Regions from separate parts of the Mus musculus genome. Here regions 2, 3, 4, 5, 6 and 7 are each linked to region 1. A link is a contact called in public HiChIP or PLAC-seq and promoter capture Hi-C data. All regions are on one chromosome and are shown on one strand. Each heading gives the region's core, a stretch centred on a gene start, on an enhancer-like site or on the middle of the called end of the contact. The rest is flanking DNA. Distances are from core to core; before and after follow the strand shown. Region 1 holds the start of Ube2ql1 (ubiquitin-conjugating enzyme E2Q family-like 1). Region 2 overlaps Ice1 (interactor of little elongation complex ELL subunit 1). Region 3 holds the start of Adcy2 (adenylate cyclase 2). Region 4 has its middle 98 kb from the start of 1700100L14Rik. Region 5 has its middle 140 kb from the start of Gm36216. Region 6 has its middle 100 kb from the start of Gm36216. Region 7 has its middle 33 kb from the start of Gm36216.

The links. Promoter capture Hi-C pulls out the DNA fragments that hold promoters and counts their contacts. HiChIP or PLAC-seq counts read pairs in DNA pulled down with a chosen protein or histone mark.
Region 2: a contact with region 1 is called in a promoter capture Hi-C map of embryonic stem cells, with 5 times the contacts expected there. The contact joins the enhancer-like site here to the promoter of Ube2ql1 in region 1. A contact is called at or near these places in 7 of 39 promoter capture datasets (embryonic stem cells, frontonasal cranial neural crest, liver and 4 more), 2 of 484 Hi-C or Micro-C datasets (both in embryonic stem cells), 9 of 115 datasets of contacts at active chromatin or transcription factors (craniofacial prominence, embryonic basal ganglia, embryonic stem cells and 4 more) and 1 of 9 other capture datasets (embryonic stem cells).
Region 3: a contact with region 1 is called in a promoter capture Hi-C map of liver, with 3 times the contacts expected there. The contact joins the promoter of Adcy2 here to the promoter of Ube2ql1 in region 1. A contact is called at or near these places in 2 of 39 promoter capture datasets (the 3T3-L1 cell line and liver).
Region 4: a promoter capture Hi-C map of hippocampal neurons shows a contact between it and region 1, with 5 times the contacts expected there. The contact joins the enhancer-like site here to the promoter of Ube2ql1 in region 1. A contact is called at or near these places in 8 of 39 promoter capture datasets (cranial neural crest, embryonic stem cells, frontonasal cranial neural crest and 5 more), 4 of 115 datasets of contacts at active chromatin or transcription factors (craniofacial prominence, embryonic forebrain, embryonic hindbrain and 1 more) and 1 of 9 other capture datasets (embryonic stem cells).
Region 5: a contact with region 1 is called in a promoter capture Hi-C map of hippocampal neurons, with 5 times the contacts expected there. The contact joins the enhancer-like site here to the promoter of Ube2ql1 in region 1. A contact is called at or near these places in 9 of 39 promoter capture datasets (cranial neural crest, embryonic stem cells, hippocampal neurons and 5 more), 2 of 484 Hi-C or Micro-C datasets (cortical neurons and embryonic stem cells), 5 of 115 datasets of contacts at active chromatin or transcription factors (VIP interneurons, embryonic hindbrain, embryonic midbrain and 2 more) and 1 of 9 other capture datasets (embryonic stem cells).
Region 6: a promoter capture Hi-C map of hippocampal neurons shows a contact between it and region 1, with 4 times the contacts expected there. The contact joins the enhancer-like site here to the promoter of Ube2ql1 in region 1. A contact is called at or near these places in 5 of 39 promoter capture datasets (cranial neural crest, embryonic stem cells, hippocampal neurons and 2 more) and 4 of 115 datasets of contacts at active chromatin or transcription factors (embryonic forebrain, embryonic midbrain, forebrain and 1 more).
Region 7: a contact with region 1 is called in an H3K4me3 HiChIP or PLAC-seq map of neural tube, with 5 times the contacts expected there. The contact joins the enhancer-like site here to the promoter of Ube2ql1 in region 1. A contact is called at or near these places in 8 of 39 promoter capture datasets (cranial neural crest, embryonic stem cells, frontonasal cranial neural crest and 4 more), 5 of 115 datasets of contacts at active chromatin or transcription factors (differentiating embryonic stem cells, embryonic forebrain, embryonic hindbrain and 2 more) and 1 of 9 other capture datasets (adipose tissue).

Annotation. Positions count from the first base shown.
Region 1 is chr13:69,738,269-69,741,425 of GRCm38.p6, reverse strand. Ube2ql1 (ubiquitin-conjugating enzyme E2Q family-like 1) reads left to right here and starts at 1,529. Exons shown (of 2, transcript NM_001145162.1): 1 at 1,529-2,868. The coding sequence starts at 2,086.
Region 2 is chr13:70,625,175-70,628,331 of GRCm38.p6, reverse strand. The region is part of intron 1 of Ice1 (interactor of little elongation complex ELL subunit 1); the gene reads left to right. Among named protein-coding and RNA genes, the nearest start is that of Ice1, 11 kb to the left of the region's middle. Within about 2 kb of position 1,726, at least 9 of the 459 cell types and tissues checked have an H3K27ac peak or open chromatin away from gene starts, as enhancers often do. A contact at or near this core is called in embryonic stem cells, where this site is marked.
Region 3 is chr13:68,998,066-69,001,222 of GRCm38.p6, reverse strand. It overlaps Adcy2 (adenylate cyclase 2), which reads left to right and starts at 1,682. Exons shown (of 25, transcript NM_153534.2): 1 at 1,682-2,149. The coding sequence starts at 1,928. It overlaps Gm35161 (a long non-coding RNA gene), which reads right to left and starts at 1,678. Exons shown (of 5, transcript XR_873632.3): 1 at 558-1,678.
Region 4 is chr13:70,473,936-70,477,092 of GRCm38.p6, reverse strand. No RefSeq gene overlaps it. Among named protein-coding and RNA genes, the nearest start is that of 1700100L14Rik, 98 kb to the left of the region's middle. Within about 2 kb of position 1,547, at least 3 of the 459 cell types and tissues checked have an H3K27ac peak or open chromatin away from gene starts, as enhancers often do. A contact at or near this core is called in hippocampal neurons, where this site is marked.
Region 5 is chr13:70,416,825-70,419,981 of GRCm38.p6, reverse strand. No RefSeq gene overlaps it. Among named protein-coding and RNA genes, the nearest start is that of Gm36216, 140 kb to the right of the region's middle. Within about 2 kb of position 1,686, at least 8 of the 459 cell types and tissues checked have an H3K27ac peak or open chromatin away from gene starts, as enhancers often do. A contact at or near this core is called in VIP interneurons and hippocampal neurons, where this site is marked.
Region 6 is chr13:70,378,402-70,381,558 of GRCm38.p6, reverse strand. No RefSeq gene overlaps it. Among named protein-coding and RNA genes, the nearest start is that of Gm36216, 100 kb to the right of the region's middle. Within about 2 kb of position 1,643, at least 3 of the 459 cell types and tissues checked have an H3K27ac peak or open chromatin away from gene starts, as enhancers often do. A contact at or near this core is called in hippocampal neurons, where this site is marked.
Region 7 is chr13:70,310,194-70,313,350 of GRCm38.p6, reverse strand. No RefSeq gene overlaps it. Among named protein-coding and RNA genes, the nearest start is that of Gm36216, 33 kb to the right of the region's middle. Within about 2 kb of position 1,735, at least 10 of the 459 cell types and tissues checked have an H3K27ac peak or open chromatin away from gene starts, as enhancers often do. A contact at or near this core is called in neural tube, where this site is marked.

The DNA.
Region 1 (3,157 bases), core at 280-2,779:
AAGGAGGAGGAGGAAGAGGAAGAGAAGGAAGAAGAGGAGGAGAAGGCTACCGTGGAATGCAGTGTTAAACAAAGCAATCAGGAGCCCAGGACAAACAGACCTTGATTCAGCTTCCCTCAGATTCCACCAAATAGTCTGTGTTGTTCTTAGTCCAAATCACCCTGTGGGTCCTGTTGAAAGTCAAAGGATTGACAGGCTCTCTGGAGAACCACCCTCTCCCAGGTGCAATGTTGGGTGGGTGTGAACCTTCTACTCCTCATCTACACCAGCTAGCCTGGCTCCCCCATTACACATCTATCCCCAAATCTGAATCTCCAAACCCAGGTCTGTGTCTTCACAGCGACATCACCAGTTATTTTCCACAGTGAAAACTCAAAATTTGGTAAAAGATGTGAGGGGCAGAAAGGCAAGGGGCTGTCATCTAGAAGGAACGCCTGTCCTGAAGAGCTGAGCTGCTTCCCCTCCCCTCTCTTCCCCCCATCCACACACCAGCAGAGGCAGTAGGCTCTGACGCCAGTTAGGATGGCAGCGGGATAATATTCGTTGTTCTTGAGGGATTGGTTTCGCCTACGCCATTGGGCCACACGCTGCACACCGGAACCGTCACAGTTCGAGCTAATCTGAAATAGATTTTAGTTGGAATTTTCACCAGATTTTTAAGTGAGTTTCCACAGGCTGAAGGAAGAAGGAAAGGCAGGGTGGACTGTGAATCTGCAGGCGGAAGGCGGATCTCTCCCTCATTTGAGTATTGTGGAGGTCCCTCACTCAGGAGAGCAGCCCTGGGGGGCGGGGAGGGGGTGGCCAACGGGGGTTGCTGCTCGGAAAGTCCTTTCCCGCTCTTAGCACCGGTCAGCGCCAGAGAAGGCGTCTGGTGTTATTCTCCGCTGCATTTTGGAAAGCAGCCACCACGCACAGCCTGGCCATGGAAAGCCGAAACGCTGCGGCCAGCAGGCAGGGGATGGGGTGGAAGGAGCAAACCAGTGAGGGCTGAGTGGATTGGCTAAAGGTTTGCTTTTAGTCGTGACTTTGAACGGGCTGTTCTTTAAGTTTGCAGTAGATCTACCCTTTCATCCCGCTTTCCGCCCTGACTTTAAAGTCCTTACGTGTTCCTTCTGTCATTCTAGGCTCCCACCGCCCAGAAGTGTTGCGTAGAAACATTGGGCTCATACCTCTGGTTAGAAGGATTAATAAAGAGGTTGATTTCCACCTTTTCCCTCTGGTTGTCCTAAGGAGGTTAAATGGGATATAAGGCCCGGACCTCAAACACAGCATTCAGGTTTTAGGGTCCCAAAGAATGCAGTGATTCTGAGAGACCCTATTAGCACGCTCAGGCCAGCCCTCCCCTGGCTCCCCAGCGCACGCAGCTAGCACGCAGCCAGGAGAAAATGGTGCGGGCGCGTACCGCTGTCTCCCCCCAGCGGCCGTGCGTGTGTCGCCGCAGGAACCTGGCGGCGGGGGTGGCTCGGTGCAGTCAAGCCCGCGGCTCCGCCCCGCGCTCCCCCTCCCGGCCGGCAGTGCCGCCCCCTCCGCGCCGGGCTCGGCTCAGACGGAGCAGCCGCCTCTGCAATGTCAGCAGCCGCAGCGGCGGCGGCAACGAGAGCGGCAGTGGCCCGGGCCCCGCGGTAGCCGCCAGCGCAGCACGGCCCGGCAGGCGCACAGCGCGACTCCACGGCCACCTCGCTGTCTCCGGGGCACCGCGGGCGGTTGTGCGCGCCGCGGTGCAGCTCTTAGACTCGGGACCAGCGGGTCTGCGGCCGCGCACAAAGGACCACGGACACCCGGCGTCCGGGGACTGCGCCCAGGGACCGGCCAGGAACAGCAGCTGAGCCGCGTCTCCACGCCTCCCCTCCCTGGGCTACCGGAGCCCTTGCCCGAGAAGACCCGTCATATGACAGCGGCGACAAGGCGGCCAGCGAGCGCTGGTACTGCCCGCTCCGCTGCGCCACGGCCGCCGGCTCCTAAGGTGGCCCTCGCCGCGCCCCACTAAGCGGTCGTCTGCCTCCCCCCCACAAGCCCCGTGCGTCCCAGCTATCCGGCTCGGGGAACAGGAGCCCCGGCAAGCCCCTCGCCAGAGCCGAGCCTAAGATGGCCACGCTGCTCCGTAAAATCGGGCTCATTCGCCTGCACAACCGGGACACCGAGGACCCCAAGCACCACCACAACCACCGTGGCGGAGGCGGCGGCCAGCAGAGCGCATCGCTGCGCGGCAAAGGTGGTGGTAAGAGCAGCGGCCACAAGCAGCAGCAGCAACAGCAGCACCCCGGGGGCTCAGGCGACGCCAGCCCGGGGCCCGGCAAGGGCAAGAGTAAGCGCGCGGCGGAACTGGCCGCGCGCGACAAGCAGCCGCAGCCAGCCGCGGGGGCGGCGGGGGCGGCGGGCGCCGGGGGCCCCCGGGAGCGGGCGGCGGGCGCCAGGGCGGGGCCGGGCCCCGCGGTGGCCGCGGCGGCGGCGGGCGGCAGCCTAGTGCCCGCGGCGCGCCAGCAGCACTGCACACAGGTGCGCAGCCGGCGGCTCATGAAGGAGCTCCAGGACATCGCGCGCCTCAGCGACCGCTTCATCTCGGTGGAGCTGGTAAACGAGAACCTCTTCGACTGGAACGTGAAGCTGCACCAGGTGGACAAGGACTCGGTGCTGTGGCAGGACATGAAGGAGACCAACACAGAGTTCATCCTGCTCAACCTCACCTTCCCCGATAACTTCCCCTTCTCGCCGCCCTTCATGCGGGTGCTCAGCCCGCGACTGGAGAACGGCTACGTGCTGGACGGAGGCGCCATCTGCATGGAGCTGCTCACGCCGCGCGGCTGGTCCAGCGCCTACACGGTGGAGGCCGTCATGCGCCAGTTTGCTGCCAGCCTGGTCAAGGGCCAGGTAAGACGGCCAGGAGCAGAGGCCCGGGTTGGGTGGGGAGTTCGAGGCTAGGCCTGAGATGGAAAGCGATGTTTGACCCCTCTAGGCGTAGGTGAGAACTGGCCCAGATCCTCCCGAACAAGCCTGCCAGGGACGCTTCGCCCCACCTCCTCCGCTTCTTTTCGTAAAGGATTTCTCCCTGCCTGTTTCTGTACCTGGTCTCTATACCTGACACTGATTCTACTAGAACCGCGGTGCTCTCCGGTTGTCAGTTCTCTTGCTTTCTCCCAGGTCCTCTCTCCCTTTCTTC
Region 2 (3,157 bases), core at 477-2,976, 890 kb before region 1:
GTTTCTGTTTTAATGATCTGTCCATTGATGAGAGTGGAGTTTTGAAGTCTCCCATTATTAATGTGTGAGATGTAATATGTGCTTTGAGCTTTAGTAGTTTCTTTTATGAATGTGGGTGCCCTTACATTTGGAGCCTAGATGTTCAGAATTGAGAGTTTTTCTTCGTAGGTTTTTCCTTTGATGAGTATGAAGTGTCCTTCCTTATCCTTTTGATAACTTTTGCTTGAAAGTTGATTTTATTCAATATTTGAATGGCTACTCCACCTTGTATCTTGGGACCATTTGATTGGAAAATTGTTTTCCAGACCTTTACTCTGATGTAGTATCTGTCTTTGACACTGAGGTGCATTTCCCATATGCAGCAAAATGCTAGGTCATGTTTACGTATCCAGTCTTTTATTCTATGTCTTTTTATTGGGAAATTGAGTCCATTGCTGTTAAGAGATATTAAGAAAAAGTGATTGTTGCTTCCTGTTATTTTTGATGTTATTTTTATTTTTGTGTGGCTATCTTCTTTTGGGTTTGTTGAAAGATTACTTTCTTGCTTTTTATAGGGCGTAGTTTCCCTCCTGTGTTGGCGTTTTCCATCTATTATCCTTTGTAGAACTAGATTTGTGGAAAGATACTGTGTAAGTTTGGTTTTGTCATGGAATATCTTGGTTTCTTCATCTATGTTAATTGAGAGTTTTGCTGGATATAGTAGCCTGGGCTGGCATTTGTGTTTTCTTGGGGTCTGTATGACATCTGCCCAGGATCTTCTAGTTTTCATAGTCTCTGATGAGACTATGAAATTCAGATAGGTCTGCCTTTATATGTTACTTGGCCTTTTTCCCTTACTACTTTTAATATCTTTCTTTGTTTTGTGCATTTGGTGTCTTGACTATTACGTGACAGAAGGAATTTCTTTTCTGGTCCAAATATATTTGGAGTTCAGTAGGCCTCTTGTATGTTTATGTGCATCTCTTTCTTTAGGTTAGGGAAGTTTTCTTCTATAATTTTGTTGAAGGTATTTATTGGCCCTTTAAGTTGGGAATCTTCACTCTCTTCTATACCTATTATCCTTAGATTTTGTCTTCTCATTGTGTCCTGGGTTTCCTGGATGTTTTGCTTTTTGCATTTTCTTTGACTGTTGGGTCAATGTTTTCTATGGTATCTTCTGCACCTGAGATTCTCTCTTCTATCTCTTGTACTCTGTTGGTGCTTCTTGTATCTGTGACTCCTGATCTGTTTTCTAGGTTTTCAATCTCCAGGGTTGTCTTCCTTTGTGATTTTTTTTTTTATTGTTTCTATTTCCATTTTTAGATCCTGGATGGTTTTATTCTGTCCTTTCACCTGTTTGGTTGTGTTTTTCTGTAATACTTTTAGTGATTTTTGTGTTTCCTCTTTAAGGGCTTCTAGCTGTTTACCTGTGTTGTCCTGTATTTTTTAAAGGGAGTTATTTATGTCCTTCTTAAAGTCCTCAATCATCATCATGAGATGTGACTTTGAATCAGATTCTTGCTTTTCTGGTGTGTTGTCTCTCGCCATCTGGTTATCTCTGGTGTTAGCTGGTCTTGCTGCCTCTGACTGTGGCTTGTCCCTCCTGCACTATGTGTCAGTACTCCTGGGAGACCAGTTCTCTCTGGGAGGAATTTGGGTGTGGGGAGCTGTGGCACAGGGTCAGCTCCAGGGTGCAGATGGAAACAAAAAGGATCCTGTCCCTGGCTGTTCCTTGGTTCCTGTGTCCTGATGGCTCTGGGCGAGTCCCTCTTGGGCCAGGAATTTGAGAAGTGTTGGTCTTAACCTGTTCTCACAGGTGTGTCCTGACAGTATTTGGGTATGGAGCACTGTGGCACAGAATCAGCTCCCAGTGCTGACAGAAACCGACCCATGTTGCATTCTTTTAAAGCGATGAAGGTCAATCAGATTCCTCATCTGAGTTAACTTCCTTCTGCTGATGCACTTGCCTTCTTGGAATTGCTGAGCCAGGTTTGCTTTATGGTAAAGATTCTTCAGCTTTTATGTGTTCGGACTGCATCAAGGCTATTGGGTCGGGACTAAATTCATGGTGTTCAGTGCCATACAGAAATGTGAAATGTTGGTGCTGTGGATATATCAAGCATTGTGTGCTTTTCTGTGTTTTGACAGTGTTCAGGAGCCATCCTGAACCATGCATGATTGAAGTCTGTGTAGAAAGTATGTCATATATAATGAAAGGCTTAAATGTTGCAGCTGAGTGTGCTGGTGCTGTGAAGAGTTCATTTGTTGTCATTTGATATAAGTTTTGGGAGTCTACATGCATAAGATATATCCTAAAAGAGTAACAGACATAAATATATAAAAAAGACCAGTGCTAGATGACATAAAATAAATCTCATTTTCATCTGATAAAGAATTTGCTAAGTTTGCTTCTGGAAACAAAGCCTTAGCTCATACTCAGACATAGCTTATCAGTATTTAGCCATGTCTAGTTGCTCTATGAATGTCCTTGAATGATTATATAGCAAGCATGCATGTGTGTAGCATTTGCTGAAAGGCAGCTACCTACTAAATACTATAGTTTACAATACACCTTCAGCACCAAGCAAGTGATATACCAGCAGCTTGTTAAGGATGAATAAGGAATGCCCAGAAGTGCCTGAGAAAACCTCTCATCCCGAGGAGGGGTAGGATGGGGCTGGGGAGAGGGCTCTACCAGGATTGGTGCTTTCTACACAAGCCTGGCGATCTGGACTCCATTCAGTGAGCCCATGTGAAGGTGAGAGAACCAACTCCACAAAGCTGACCCCTGACCTCCACACACACCACAGCACACTTGAACACTCACAACTAAGTTAGTAAGTAAATGCTAATGGGAACTCCTGTAAGAGTATCTGAGGTCACAGCCAAGGTGAAGCTTCTCCAGCAAGGAAAGACTGAGCATGGCCATGCTCCCTTCAGAAGAGAAGCGGGAAGGTGTGTGGGGACTGTGAGTGCCAAGGACACGCACTTTCCACGTGGATTCTAGCCTGGGCTTTTGTCAGTTGTAGCTGCTGTGTGCATGGTGCTGCAAAAAAAAAATACGGACACTGAATAGAAAAGTTACTGCTCCTGTCCGAATCCTCTGCATTGACTAAAGGCTGACCTGTGAGATAGGAAAGGTGGGAACCCTGGTTGTAGATTTGGCGGTGTGAGATGC
Region 3 (3,157 bases), core at 433-2,932, 740 kb after region 1:
GCACAATTCTGCCTAACCTAGACAGTCCTGCACATAGAATCTGCACAGCCTACTTAGCCATGTTTCCTGCGAGTGGATCAGCCCTGGCTATTTATAAGTTCTATTCATTAGTGCTATTTGTTGTTGAGGCTTGCTTTCGGGATGTCTAAACACCTATACAACCTTAAAATTTATGGTTGCTGGTTCAGAAGAAAGGGCCCAGTCAATCAGAGGGTTTGAGCCTGCAGGAGAAGTTGAGGCTCCATAGAAATGTCTGGTAAAGGGTGAGGTTTTGTTTATCAGAGGTCAAGCAGGGCAGGGAGGCTCCATGACAAGCTTGGTTTCACTATTAGGGATCCATCGTGATTTCCTCCAGGACTGGGTGAGGAAAGCTGGGATGTCCTGGATTTCAAGTCAACTCTCCCATTAACTCCATCCTTGCCCTCTATCGAGGTTGAGAACACAGCTGTGTCTTCACTCTCTGGGTCCAAAAATAAAATCCCTGGAAATCCCTGGGTCTGAGACTCTGTGCATGGCCTAGGTCCAGCATTTGAGAGTCACACAGTTATTCAGCTTACCTGTTCATGCTGGCTGGCTTGCAACTCAGGTAGGCAGGCTGCTGTCAGGGAACATGCAAAGGTCTAAGGCAGTTCCGGGCTGACAGAGAATGTGGAATAGCTCTTGAGGCGGTGTTGTGTTTTGGACTCCTTAGAAAATGATTTGGGGGAGAAAAATGGCTTGTGGGTTCTTTGGATGGAAGGACAGGAAAATAGGAACCTTCTAGAAGCAGTCTTTTGAAGGTCAGTGGTTAGTCCTGTCATCTAGAAAGAACAAAGGTTGAGGTCACAACCACGAAATGCCTGCCCAGCCTGTCCACGAGGATCTAGCTAGGTCTGTCATGCTTCGTGCATTTGGTCCCCGAGAGTGTCAAGCGGCATGGGATGAGTGATTCCCAAGCCAACCTTGCCCACAGAGGATGATTCTCATTCCTTGCTCCAACTTCTGTGCCATCCCTGTCTGACTGAAAGGGTTCTGGGGAGATCTGCGATGCCAAACACAGAGGTCCATAGGGTACTTCTAAGGCGCGGAGAGCAAAGGCAGAGAAAAGGAGAGGCCCGCTGCCTGAGGACCACAGGTGTCTCCAGTCACTGTGTAATTGAGTTCGTGGGGGCCATTCTTTCAAAAGGACTCCCACAAGTCCTGGAGGGTCCTAACTCCTGCTCTGTACTGGGAGTCAAATTACAATAGAGAAAGTGAGAAAGAAGCCACATTTTGCTAAGTAGGCATACTAAAGAGGGGTGGTCAGGGATATGGGACCCCCTCTCCAGGCTGGGGGGTATTAAAGCATGGCAGCCTTTTACACTGCTGCCTTGTGAGATCATGGAGAGGCAGTGGGGACTCTGGCAGTCAGGTGGGAGACTCCAGGAGCCCAACAGTAGCCCTCAGGCTGTTCTCTGCTGTAGTGGAGAACAAGGCTGAAGCCCCAATCTGCCTGGCTGGAGTCCAAAAGCGAGAGGAGGAGGCGCCCCACTGTGCAGCCTGCGACAGGCTGGAGGGCAAGGACTCGGTCTGAAGCTTTCTCTGGAGCCCAGCCTGGCCGTCGGGGGGCGGTGGTGGGCGCGGGCCGGCGCCGCCCCTGCGCGGAGGCCGGTGCGCTGCGCGCGGGGTGGGGCGAGGCGGGCCGAGGGGCCGGGTGGCTCCCGCCCTCGCGAGCGGTGGTGGCGGCGGCGGCGCCCGGGAGCTGCCCTGAGGCCGCCCCCGGCCCCCGCCCGCGCGTCAGCGCGCCCAGCCCGGGGCTCCGAGCTCCGCCCGCGCCCGAGGCCCCTGAGCACAGCTCCGGGCGGGCAGCCGGCGGGTCGCGAAGCGCGGGGGCGGCAGGCGGTAGGTGACCACAGAGCGGCGCTGCCCGGGCAGGGCGCGCACAGCGGGCGCCCCGCGAGCCGCCCCGATGTGGCAGGAGGCGATGCGGCGGCGCCGCTACCTGCGGGACCGCGCCGAGGCGGCGGCAGCAGCGGCGGCGGGCGGCGGCGAGGGGCTGCAGCGGTCCCGGGACTGGCTCTACGAGTCCTACTACTGCATGAGCCAGCAGCACCCTCTCATCGTCTTCCTGCTGCTCATCGTCATGGGCGCCTGCCTCGCCCTGCTCGCCGTCTTCTTCGCGCTCGGGCTGGTGAGTGGCCTCCCCGTGGCTCCGAGGGGACCGCGCAGGCGACCGTGTCCCGCCCCAGGCTGCTCCTCACCCCTGTGCCCTGCCCGAGGCCGGCCTGGCTAGGGCGAGAGCTGTGGACAGAGGAAAAGTTTCCTTGGAAGGCTTTGCCCAAAATAAAGTTGCCAGGGCTTGCTCCAGGTGGACGGGCAGGGCGTGTGGGTTCAGCATCTCTGCGCCCCGTGGCCAACTCTGCGCTTTCTCCCGGCGCCGCTGCCCGCAGCAGAGGCAGTCCTCAGGCTTCCTTGGCGCGCTAGCTGCCTCCCATCCCTGTCCGCGGAACGCCCCCGGCTCTCCTCTCTGAGTTTGGTCTGGGCATCATTTAACTCTTAAAAAACAAGGTGCTTTGGGAAAGCAGTTCATGACAGCGAAAATGAAAACCAGATAATGTTGTGCATCTTGGCTTTTGAATCTTTTCGTGTTTAGCCATGTAGAGAGAAAGTGATGGAGTGTTGAGCAGATGCCCAAGCCTCATCTCCAGAGACTATAAGTGAGCTAAAAATGGAAGGGACCCTCGCTGCTTTCCCCTTTTTAGAGAAGTGCAGGACTCGATCATGGTTCCCTGCTGATGGTTAAAGCATGTTTTCACGGCTAGAAGCATTAACGCAGCTCAATAGCTGATGTCAGTTTTTCTGGTTCATAATTTTCAGTCAGGAATCTCAGGCTGGCTCCCTGGAGCCCTGTAAGGAAATCTGTAGATGGCGGTAACTTCCTCTTAGCGCTCCCTTCTCTTCAGTGTGGTTCAAACTTTTCCCCCTGACCATGATTTGCCTGTGCAGACTGTCTTGTCCGAGGCCTGGATCAGCTCGTGAGTTGTGTGGTTAGAGGATAATGCGGGATGTTTCTGCTGAACGGTGTTCCCAGAGCTTAGAATGTAAAGACATGCCTGTTTTCACCAGTCTCAAGCAGATTCAGCTCACGCTGCCTCAAGGACACAGAAACTCTGTTAGGTATTTGACAATTCGTTTTATA
Region 4 (3,157 bases), core at 298-2,797, 740 kb before region 1:
TCTTAGTCAGGTTTCCTATTCCTGCACAAAACATCACGACCAAGAAGCAAGTTGGAGAGGAAAGGGTTTATTCAGCTTACACCAAAGGAAGTTAGAAAAGGAACTCACTCAGTTCAGGGACTGGGAGGCAGGAGCTGATGCTGAGGTCATGGAGGGATGCTGCTTACTGCTTCCCCTGGCTTGCTCAGCTTCCTTTCTTATAGAACCGAGGACCACCAGCCCAGGGATGGCACCTCCCGCAATGGGCTCTCCCACCCTTGATCACTAATTGAGAAAATGCCTTACAACTGGATCTCCTGGAGGCATTTCCTCAAGAGAGGCTCCTTTTTCTGTGATAACTCCAGCTTCTGTCAAGTTGATACACAAAACCAGCCAGTATAGACAGTAGTTTGCTCTCTTTAAGATTCCCCACTGCTGGTCTGTGGCTTCGGGCAGACATCTTATCAGAGCTGTTTCCTTCCACCACCTAATCTCTCCAAAGAAGTACTTAGTCATAACCCATCTGAGTGTGTGAGAACAAATGCTTATATCAGAGTCACTTCCCAGAACAAATGAACCTTCCTGGGTTTGTCAACCCTGGCCTTTGGTTCTGTGCCCACACATACTTGATCTCCATTCTTCTTTCAGGCATAAAGTGAGTGATTTGTACAGTGATGATTGCTCCCCCCTGTCCACCATCTTTCTTGGGTGGCATCATTTATTTGTCCTTGGTCTTTACAAACAATGCCCCTCACATAGTCAGCTACCAGGACCCTCATGTCTGTCATCCAAACTAGGGATGGACAGGAAGAAATAAAGATAATTTAACTTGTGCACTTTTAAATGTTTATCTTCTGAGTGACAAGCTGATTTTGTTGCATTGACAATCCTCCAAAAATAAATCCCTTAAAAAATTTCCCAAAGTGGGGTGGAGAGATGGCCAACAGTTCAGAGCATGTGCCGATCGTCCTGAGGACCTGGGTTCAATTCTTAGCACCCATAGACCCATAGTAAGCAGCTCACAACCACCTGCAACTCCAGTCCCAGTGCATCTGATGCCTCTGTCAGGACAGCATGGCACTTACACGCACACATGCACACATGCATGTGCACTTAAAATTTTTGTAGAGCAGAATCTGCTGCCATTAGGGACTACTAGGTAAGATTCCCCTCTGACCCTGGAGCTGTAAGCTACGCCCTGACTCCTGTGCACTCCACTCCCCAGGCCACAGGTCTGCCTGCATCTCTAGAGGTCTGCCGCTACATAGAACAACATAGTGAGATTCCCCAAGCCCCAAGCCCCTGCCTGCTGGGTCTCCTCGGCTAGCCCAGCGCAGTGAGATATACTCTGTCACCTCTGTACACCACTTTCTGGCTCACAGCTATGCCTGCATCTCAAGAGGCCTGCTGCTATCAGAGACTACCAGGTGAGACACTAAGGTACCGATTGCTTGCCTTTATGTCCCCATAAAGCACTGCCAACAGAGATAAACTACAGATGCTTCCCTGTACTCCATTTTCTGGCACACAACTCTGCCTGCATCGTGGGTGGCCTGCCAACACCAGGGACAGCCAGATGGCTAAAGGACAGCTTAAAAACACTAACAAGAGCCAGGGCAATATGGAACCACCAGAACCTAGCTATCTTAATACAGCAAGCACCAGATACATTAAAACAACTGAAGCACAAGGAAATGACCTTAAATCAAATCTTGAGAAGATAATAGAGACCTCTAAAGAGGAAATGAGTAAATTCCTTAAAGAAATATAGGAAAATATAATCGAACAAGGGAAGGAAATGATAAAACAGTTCAAGGTACAAAACTGGAAATAGAAGTAATAAAGAAAACACAAACTGATGGAATCCTGAGATGGAAAACCCAGGGAAGAACAAGAACAGCAGATGCAAGTATCACCAACAGATTACAGGAGATGGACGACAGAATCTCAGGTGTAGAAGGTACAATGGAATTGATACAGTAGTCAAATAAAATATTAAATCTAAAGAGTTTCTGATGCAAAACATCCAGGAAACTTGGGACACCACGAAAAGACCTAACCTAAGAACAATATGAGTAGACGAAGGAGAAAATTCCCACTTCAAAATGCAGTTTAGCTGCAGCTGAAGACCCCAGCATTTTGTAGAAGCCAGTACCATGGGATGACCGCCAAGAACAGCAGCAATGGTGGAGTGGAACCAAGTGGAGCGTAGAAGACAAGCAGTGTGCTACAGATGGAAGAGCTGGATAAGTGACCCAAACCCTTTGGAGGAGTCCAGAAGATCTTGAGTGGCTTTCAGACATTGGATGGTTGAAATTTGATTTTGCTTTGATTGTGATTGTGACTGTGCCCTGATTTTCCCCTTGAAATAAGAAAGTATTTTCCTGGAGCCCATAGCTGACAAATTTTGAAGTTTTAAAAAACTTTGGAATTTAAAAAATATTGGATATTTTCAAGAGACTGAAATTTTAATGTACTTGCATTTGTAAAGACTGTGGGACTTTTAAAGTCATTTATGTTTTTAAGGTGAGATCTTGGGGATAAATAAGAAATGAAGGGCCATGGCTTAATAATGATGTGTTTGTGTGTCAAGTTGACAATCAGTTGTACTGACTGGTTTTGTGTGTCAACTTGACACAAGCTAGAGTTATCAGAGTGGAAGGAGTCTCCATTGAGGAAATACCTCCACAATATCCAGCTGTAAGGCATTTTCTCAATTAGTGATCAATGGGGGAGAGCCCATTGTGGGTGGTGCTATCCCTTGGCTGATGGTTTTGAGTTCTATAAGAATATAGGCCAAGCAATCCACAAGGAGCAAGCCAGTAAGCAGCATTTCTTCACTGTCTCTACATCAGCTCCTGTCTCCAGGTTCCTACCTCATTTGAGTTCCTGTCCTGACTTCCTTTAGTGATGAACAGCTATGTGGAAGTGTAAGCTGACTAAACCTTTTCTCACATACACCCCAAAATAAAAATGAAACTTTATAAAAATCTAAAAGAAATTTCTAACCAAAGCATGGTAATAATATATACACTGAAGCAGCATTTTATCATCTTGTTGAACATTAACATATGCACAAAATTATTTTGTCATACATTTGTGAAGTGTATTAGCTAGCTGGCATACTTATGTCCATTATTAAATAACTCATGCATTTTACAGGTACACTTTTAATAAG
Region 5 (3,157 bases), core at 437-2,936, 680 kb before region 1:
TGATATATGAATCCAACCATTTGGACAGCTGGGTATGGGGCACACACCCAACACTGCACTTTCTAGCTTTTGAATAATCTAAAACTATTCCAAACTAAAAGACATGATTTTGAAGATACATGGAATGTTTAAAGCACTCACCCTCATGCCTACGCAGTCATAGTTTAAAACATTTAGCATTGTGCCTATATAATAAATCTTGGTTTTAAGCACTTTACATCACATCCACACAATGAATCTTAGTGGTCATCAGAAGAAAAATAGAAGGTTAAGTATAAGAAGCCTATTTTGTCTTGGTGGCTGCTTGCTCTGGCTTTGAGTTGGAGCCATGTTGGTACCCTGTAGTGGAGGAATTCCAGGCCATGCTTAGCTGTGGAGAAAAGAATGTGTGTTATCAATGTTTTGGAAAGGGAATGAGATAGTTCTACCTTTGAACACCAGGTCCTGAGTCTGTTTTTAAGTTGGGGCAGAGGTTGGGGATCTGCTCAAGGACACTGTAGCACTTAGAGCAACATGTTCTGAGTACGTAGTCGCTTGTTCACATCGGTGATCACTGTGCCACCAGGATGCAAGAGGAAAATGGTCAAGGGGTGGGAGATTGATGGCGGAAGACTCGAAAGCCAGCCAGCCACATGCAGAAGAGAGAGAGAACAGACTCCAGATCAAGATGTATGGAGTAGGCCCGAATCAGCACTCTGAGGAAGAGAAGAAATGATATGCATGTGGGCCACAGTAGGGTTTTGTGTCATAGGATGGGAATACCCTTAGGGGAGGCTCTGAGCCTGTGGGGGTGGAGGTTCTTTGGTACAGGTCGACAGGGAGCTTCATTCCAAGAGTCAGAGAGAACCACATGTGAGAGAAAGTACGGAGGGGCGGTTGGAGGAAGTGGGAACTGGAGTGAACGGTTTTGGAGAGGAAAGCCGATGTCACTCATGAAGCAGGATCTGGGGCAAGCCAAGACTACAAGGAAGAAGTACCACATACTGGGTTGCTGGTGGAGGGGTTCCTCTGCAGTCAGGCAAGGACATTTTGATCTGCACTCAGTTCCCAGAAGAGCCTTGATCGGTGAGCTACAGCACCCAAGGTGTTGTTTATTCTGGCTTACCTGACACTAGAGGTGGAAAATTCACTTGTTCTTCCCATGGCTGTATTTTGTCAGCTCCTCTGATGTCCTGGAGTTAAATAATATCTTCCAGGTTTAACCAATGCCATAATCTTACTTATATAGTCAGTGAGGAAGGAAGCCAGGATGTCAGAGACGAGGCTGGACCCTCTTGACTGTCCTTCCTGTCGGTGGCAGGGTAGTAGTAGGTGGTAGGCATGGAGGTGACAGAAATATTGGTTTTAAGCAGTCCTATCCATAATCAGGCCTGGATAAAGGGGCTGGCAGTTGAATGATATGGCATCCACAGTTGGATGGGGCTCTGTGGAGAGGCATGAGCCTCAGAGCTCCACAAGTCCAGAAGAAGAGGAACACTGGCCATAAAGCTTCAAGATATAGAACCCAAGAGACTGCTGGTTCAGGAGAGTGATGAGAGATATAATGCCTTGTATCCAGTTCCTGAGATAAATTTCAGCAGAGAACAATCCAGCTGGAATTCCACATGGCCTATTGATGCAGAGGCTGAACCAGCTGGTGTGTCATCTATACTAGGAAGTGGGAGAGGAGAAATGATGCTTGTGGTTAAGACCCAACAGTCAGGAGATGAGAGAGATGGGTAGGTGGGAGCAACAGTAGGGTTTCCATGGCAATGCTGATGATAACTACTTCCATTTGTCTATTGGTCGTTGCATCTGCTACTGATGTTGCAGAGGATCAATGGCGAACTGTGTGCTCAAAAGCCATCTAGGTCAAGTGTTGGGATTTGGGCTCCACTCTCCCTGTGTGCTCAAGGTCAGCTTGCGTTTGCCTGAGTGATACATACAGGGTTCCTCAGAAGCCCATAGCAGCCGATGGAGCATGCATACCCAAGGGCAGCCTTTGGCCTATTTTCTTCCACTTGACAGTGGCGATGCCTTCATTAAGCTGCATAAAAAAGGAGCTGGGTATTTTCCCACATCTAAATTGTGCAATACATCTCTGTCCCCTTGTCTTTGCAGGCATGAGGTTGCTCTCTGTTTCTGTCTTTGGATTTCACCTGGAATTATCTCCTGTTGTCATCTCAGAGCTTATACAATGGCAAAAGAGTCAACAGACCCAGGGATAGATTTCTATGGCTCTTTTCAAGTGTAAATTTAGAAAAATCCTGATTCAGGACTATAGCTGTTGCATAAGTATCCAGTCTAATTCACCTCCAGGTAGAGCAGTTAACTGAGCTCCGCCAGGGCAGAATGATCTCAAATGAAAAACCCCACATTTCATTCTGAGCACTCAACATAAAGCTAAATACACAGCTTGAAGGCGCTGGCTAATGGGCTTGCTTTCCTCTGCTGAATTGCACGATGCATCCTGCATTTGCACCTGGTGAGGCTGCAGGAACAAGGCACAGAAATGCACATTTCTGTGTCAGCATCGACACAGTGGTCACTGCTGTGAGGGGAAGCTTTGAATGTGCTAGAAGCCTGATACCCTGCCTAGAGGCTGTCGTTATCTGAGTCCATCCAGGGAAATTGCAGAAGCTCCGCTGTGTCTTTTCCTTTGATGGTAAAATGCAGAAAGGATGCTACCTGCTATAAAGACACTTGATGCACCACTGACATCATATTACTTTCAGGCAGTTGGATCCTGCTGATAACACTTGATGCTGTGCTGGAAGTTAGGGCACGTTGCTTGCAGAATCCTACCAGCCCCCAAAATGGTCTTCAAACCTTACTTCCTACACCTAGGAGGTAAGAACAGGATGAGTTCATCTTATAGCCCTGGGGTTGGATTGGATTATCACTTTTTGTTCTGCCACACACACCCCATCTGTATCTGCCCTCCCTGTTGTCCCTGCTGTGACTCAGCTGTAGATATCAGTGGATGAGCAGATCATGTGCACCCTGAATGAATGGACTGTGCTGTGCTGTGGTTTCTGATCATGCCTGATAACACACTACTCTTCCTGCTCACTCAGATGTTCACATGTGCCCATCTGTGGCCTGCATTCATCTGAAATTAGCAGAGGACACTGGTGAAGGCTCTTGGATTTGAGGGGAAGAAACCTTCTCTGGGTGG
Region 6 (3,157 bases), core at 394-2,893, 640 kb before region 1:
TATGCAGATTTCTCTCCTTTCATAGATTGTAGCTTTCGCTAGGGGTCAAAACACTGATACATTTTGGAACCAGAGTGTATTCCAGAGGTCCCTGTTTCTAGAGTCTGGATCATGGCTAGCAGCACTCTTGGGAGCTAAGGAGAATCCTATGAATTTGGTCTAGTTGGAGGAAGTAGGGTCCTTAGGGCTGCATCCAGAGGGTGACTGTTTCTTGGCCCATTTCCTCTCCCTGTCTCTTACCTCCTTCTCCTCCACACCTTTCTTCAGTTTTCTGGCCACCATGCCCTAAGCACCTTTGCTCTACTGTGTGCTCCCTATAATCATGTCCTGTTTGTTCACAGAATTATGGGAGGACAGCCCCACAATCGGACCCACAATCTTAGACTGAAGTTTTTTTGAAACCGTGAGCTTTTAAAGCAAACCTTTCTTCCCTTTATCTTCCTCGGTGTTTTATCTCCACAATACTGTGCTTGTGTTGTGAACACAGATATTCTTCTTTATCTGCATAACATTTGCAGCGTTTACATGCAGCAGATGTAATCCCTAGGCCTGTGAATCTACTGTCACCAAGCCCCCAGGTGCCAGCAATGATCCCTCACGTACAGCAAGTCCTAGAACTCGACTGGGGGAGGTGTGAATTGGTATACAGTTATGCGACTGCCCCAGCTTTAACAAGTAGGAAATCAAATTAGAAAAGATTTCCATGGTTACCTACTTTTAACACTTTCTGGTGTTCTGATATTAAACAGGGGCACACTCAAAAAGATGTATCTAAAAGGTCTTCATGGAGAAACCTTCTTAATAAAGAGGCAAGAATAATTTTCAATTACCATGTCAAGTGTTTACCAGGAAACAGAGGTTTCTAGACACTTGAAGGTGCTTGAAAACAGTGTGTTCATATAAGTAGTTTTAGTATTTGCCTAAAATATTAGTTCTCATACAAATTGATTTAATATACGCTCCTCATGTGAAGTGGGAGACAAGACCTAAGTTTTAGTCATGACCCTCACAGTAAGTTCCTGATAATACTCACACAGGAGAAGAGATGACACAACTACTGTATATGATCCACACACTGCACAGGCATCAATTTATATGTTGGAAAGAACATGCCTGGGGAGCCATCAGTTGCTAACATTTATTGCATATGGAAGAAAGAGCCCGGTTTCTCATTCTATTCTGACTAAGACCTTCTAGTGTCCTTCACAAAGACTCTCAGGCAGAACCAGGGGTACCCTTTTCCGTCCATTTCTTCAGCTCTGCAAATAACACAGGCTAAATTTCAGAGGAAAGGTTGGATACTGAAATGCATTTGGTTTCCAAGGACAACAATTTAGAATGGCCTATGAATATGCTCCTGATGTCACAGAAAATTTGCTGAGACTCTTTAATTCTAGAAAGAGCAGACAAAAATAAATCACGGCCTGAGCACGCATTAATACAAATTGCTTTCGTTTACCACACATTAACTCCTAAATGAAAAGATATCCAAGAAACCAAAATATTTTCAGGACTATCTATGAAGGCAATTATCTGGCCCTGCTTTGATGGCACGGTAGTAATGAATGCTTAGCTATCACAGATACGGTCCCATTAAAGAGCTGGCTGGCGAGTGTGCTTATACACGATGCTGGTGCCAACGGACTTCAGAGGCCTCCTGCTTATTTTCTTTAAAAGCAATTTCAGGTCCTTCAGATCTGTTTTTTTCCACAGATCTGTTGGTTCTCTCTCCACTGTTTGTTGGAATGTCATATCTAAATGTTTCCTTGTAGGAGGATGGTTTGGTTTTTTTTTTAAAGTCTGGCTCTGGTATTTGCTTTCTGTGTCTATTTAATGTCTGTACCTACACACATCCCAGGGATGTTTCTGTGTGTCAGGGTTGTGACTTTGGCTACTGAGGTCTTGTAATGTTGTAAGTATCTCAGTGTAAGCTGGGCTTCTGAGCACATCATTATTGGGGAGCTTTGCAAAGTGCTTTCCTCACAGCTGTTCCACATCCACAGCTGCTCTATCCTCACAGCTGCTCCATCCCCACAGCTGCTCCTCCTCACAGCTACTCCATCCCCACAGCTGCTTGCTCCCCACAGGTGCTCCTCCTCACAGCTGCTCCATCCCCACACTGCTCCATCTTCACAGCTGCTCCATCCCCACAGCTGTTCCATCCCCACAGCTGTTCCATCCCCACAGCTGCTCCATCCCCACAGCTGCTCCTCCTCACAGCTGCTCCATCCCCACACTGCTCCATCTTCACAGTTGCTCCATCCCCACAGCTGCTGCTCCTCACAGCTGCTCAATCCCCCATCATCCAAGGCCACTGAGCCTTCCACAAAGATCTCTCCTCTAATGCTGTCACTACAACGAGCTGTCTCTAGGTTTGTACATGCTCATCTCCTTCGTCAGAGTCAAGGTTATCCTCTCAGAAGTTAATTCTCATTGCAGAGTTTTCAGAAGCTCAGCACACAAGGCAAGGCTAAACAGTCACCCAGGAGTGTGTATGGCTGCTGATGCCCCCCCCCCCCACAGCTGCCCAACCCATTTATTTATTTATTTACTTATTTGTATTAGATATTTTCTTTATTTACATTTCAAATGTTATCCCTGTTCTTGGTTTCCCCTCTGAAAACCCACTATCCCTTTCCCCCTCCCCCTGCTCTCCAACCTACTCACTCCCACTTCCTGGTCCTGGCATTCCCCTATAATGGGGCATAGAACCTTCACAGGACCTAGGACCTCTCCTCCCATTGATGACCGACTAGGCCATCCTCTGCTACATATGCAGCTATAGCCATGTGTTTTCTTTGGTTGGGAGCTCTGGGGAGTACTGGTTAGCTCATATTGTTGTTCCTCCTATGGGGCTGCAAACCCCTGCAGCTCCTTGGGTACTTTCTCTAGCTTCCCCATAGGGAACCCTGTGCTCCATCCAATGGATGGCTATGAGCATCCACTCCTGTATTTTTCAGGCACTAGCAGAGCCTTTCAGGAGACAGCTGTATCAGGTTCCTGTCATCAAGCACTTGTTGGCATCCACAATAGTGTCTGCCAACCCACTTTTCCCAGGCATTCTGATCCTGCCCTACCATGCCTGTCCGTGGACTCAGCCTATGTGTGGTTCCTGGAGTTGTTAACCTAAGGTGTATCCCAATGCTTGATAACTCTA
Region 7 (3,157 bases), core at 486-2,985, 570 kb before region 1:
TTACACATAAAAGATCTGGCAACAATGGAGCAGTCATATTCCAGGGAAGAGCTGGTTAACTGAATTTGGTCTCTCTGACTACTAAACCCCCAGAGTTTGCTGTGTGCAGTGAAGGGAAGCAGGCGGAATTCTTGTCTCATGCAATGTTTATATCTCTTTGTTTTCTGAGAGCAGCCTCAGCTCATGGTGATGTGAGCATAAACCCAGCTTTCTACTTCTACATTAGAAGTAGAAGTCACTGGAGCCTTAGGGTTCTTTATAGAGTTACATTTTAAGGGGATCACAGGACTGAGGCAGTTAAAGTCAAAATTAAAACATGGATATTGTTGACACAGAGGGTGCCAATGGGGTAACCCTTCCAGGGTAATCAGTCAGAGTTCATAAAAAGTCATGAATCCTTGTAGCTTCCACTATAGAACTCAGTGGACAGAGCCTAGGACATCAGTGCTACACAGTCCCTCTGGTCTTGGCCCTAAATATCTTGTCTTTCAGTCAGAAAATGCAGGCTGCTTCTGTCATCCTCTGGGCTTGTCTGAAGTTCCATAGGCTCAAACTTTGGATCTTGCTGGTCTCTGAAGGCAAAGCCTGATTTCATTTTCCACAATTAAATGTCTGTTCCTCCTTTACCATCCCAGAATCATCTAACAGACATGCTTCCAGGAAGATCTGCCAACTTGCCAAAAGGCAGACAAGGCCCATTGTGTCAGATAGATAGATAGATAGATAGATAGATAGATAGATAGATAGATATTATATATGGTTATTTAAATTTGAAATTTGTCCTTTAAATCTCAGCCAAAAAAGCAGTCAGAAAGCATACCTGTCTATAAGTGACACTGACAATGGCCACTCTCCCTGGAGTACCCTGCTCATTGAAATGAGGAGGGAAGTGACAGGTCTCTCTGAGATCCAATGTCACATTTTGAGGAATGGAAATTCTACATTCTGACTTATTGATGTATAAGAGGGAAGTTTTACTGGTATTTCTGAGATACAAGTACACACACATAAATATACCTCACCCACCCCCCCCACACACACACACAGAGGGGAAGGAGAGGAAAAGGGAGAAGAGAGAGAGAGAGAGAAAGGGGGTGAGAGGAGAAACAATTTGGCAGAGTTTATAGTTCTCAATGTGTCTTCCTGTTATTGTCCTTCAAACTATCGAGTACCTCAGGAGAGTAATGTCAGCCTTACCCCAGGGAGGATCCCTAAACGTGCCTCAGTGCCCCCACAGGAAAGACAAGGTAAGAATTAATGCAAGTCTTTAGGTTTCTGTCCATATCTCCCATGGTCTACATCGTCATCCCTTGGAATCTGAACAAATGCACAGACCACCAGAGGGAGATCTATTTTTGTTTAGTAAAGTGGCAAAGTGATGTCATCGATAACCTAGAAAATGGGTCCGCAGCCAGGGAAGCCTGAAGGGAGCCTGACAGCCTGAGCTAACCAAGTTTGGACCAATCAGAGGGACTCTGGCTCTTATTTGGTTGATTGATTGATCAGTTGATTGATTGATTTTTGTTTGTGTGGTGTTCCTTTGTTCTTGGAGACTACTTCACAGCCCCAGTGAAGTACTAATTGGCACTGCCCTTGGTACAAGTCTCATTCTGGAATCATTCTCCCCCAACAAAAGCAGCAGTTCAGAAAGATTTACAGTATTGGGTTGCCCAAAGAGCTGAAGTTCAAACAAAGTCATTGCCTTCTTCCATGGAAGACGCACAAGGGATAAAGCGTTGAGACAGATGGCACCGCCCACGGTGACACCGGCTGAATTGTGTTTCGGCAGCTGGAAGTATTGCCCATTATTTATCTCATTCTTTTTCTGCACAATAAAACAAACCAGACCGTTAATCTACCATGGATGAATATTATTATATGCCTTAGAAGGTTTGCAGAGGCAAACTGGGTTCACTGTGGAGAATGTCTCGCTCCTGTTTCATATTGAAATGCCTAGAAGTCTCCCAAGAGACCATGTCAAGGATGAAATGTATCCACTGCGCTGCATTTGCTAATTTCATGAGCGTTCTGAACTCATCTGCACGGCTTAATATAGAAATTCTTTGAACCTGAACAGACATACAAAAATGTGGAATTTATTCAATGCCATTTTCTGGAAAAATATAGCCATACAGCTGCCAGTTTCCTCTGTGTGTGTGTGTGTGTGTGTGTGTGTGTGTGTGTGTTACACAAATACATATTCAGTTCAGATCTACTGAAACAAAAATCTACTTGACTCTTCCTTATCGTCTAAGATCTCCTCATTTTTCTCCTGACTAATTTCCCATTATTTTGGACAGAGAAAAGCTGGGCTTAAAATGTCAGCATTTTGTGCAGAAAAAGCATTAATTAATTCCCCATCAAAATTTTCAAATTTCTACGCAAATAGTAAAGATAAATGAGTGTTTGGAATTGGGGGTTGGGTGGGAAAAGACCCATCACCAGTGACTTTGACACGCTGGTAAATAAGTCCTTATGCTTTTTTGACTCCCTCCGCAGAGCCCAGCTCTGTGAATTCTCAGGCAAGGTCTGAAAGGCAGCTGTTTGGGTAGGGCAAGGGTTGCACTGGAGACTATGCCCTTCCTCTGATCCTTAGATCTCCACATTCCTTCTTCACAGAATGCTTTGTTCTCCAGTTCTTCCATGCCCTGGTTGAGCTATGATTGGAGGAGAGCCTGGGGAGGGGGAGGGGAACAGCAGGCATCACCACAACATTATTCACAAGTACTTTCTGTACCCAGTCAATCACAACACAGGAACAGTTGCAAAGATGTAACACTGAGATATTCCTGCTTTGTGTATGAAGTCAGAAAGACAGCCATACCATTGCCTGAACATTTCAGATATCCCAAGAAGGGAGGATGGGAAGAAGAAAATGGGAGGGAGGAGGGAATAAGGAGGGAGGAGGGAAGAAAATAAGTCAGTTCATCTAATTTACCATGACTTGAGTAATTCAGAAAAGCTACCCCCTCTCTCTTGTGGACATTGGCCAAAGCTTGGGGATGTTTTCCATGATGGCTCCCTCTCACTGGTTCTCTGAAGCTCATCCCTCCACTTCTACCATGAGGCTGTTGGTCCACTATGCATCCGCTTGCTGACTTCCATTGCAGAACCTACATACTTCCTTAGACCCCAACCCAAAAGTACAGCCGCGTCT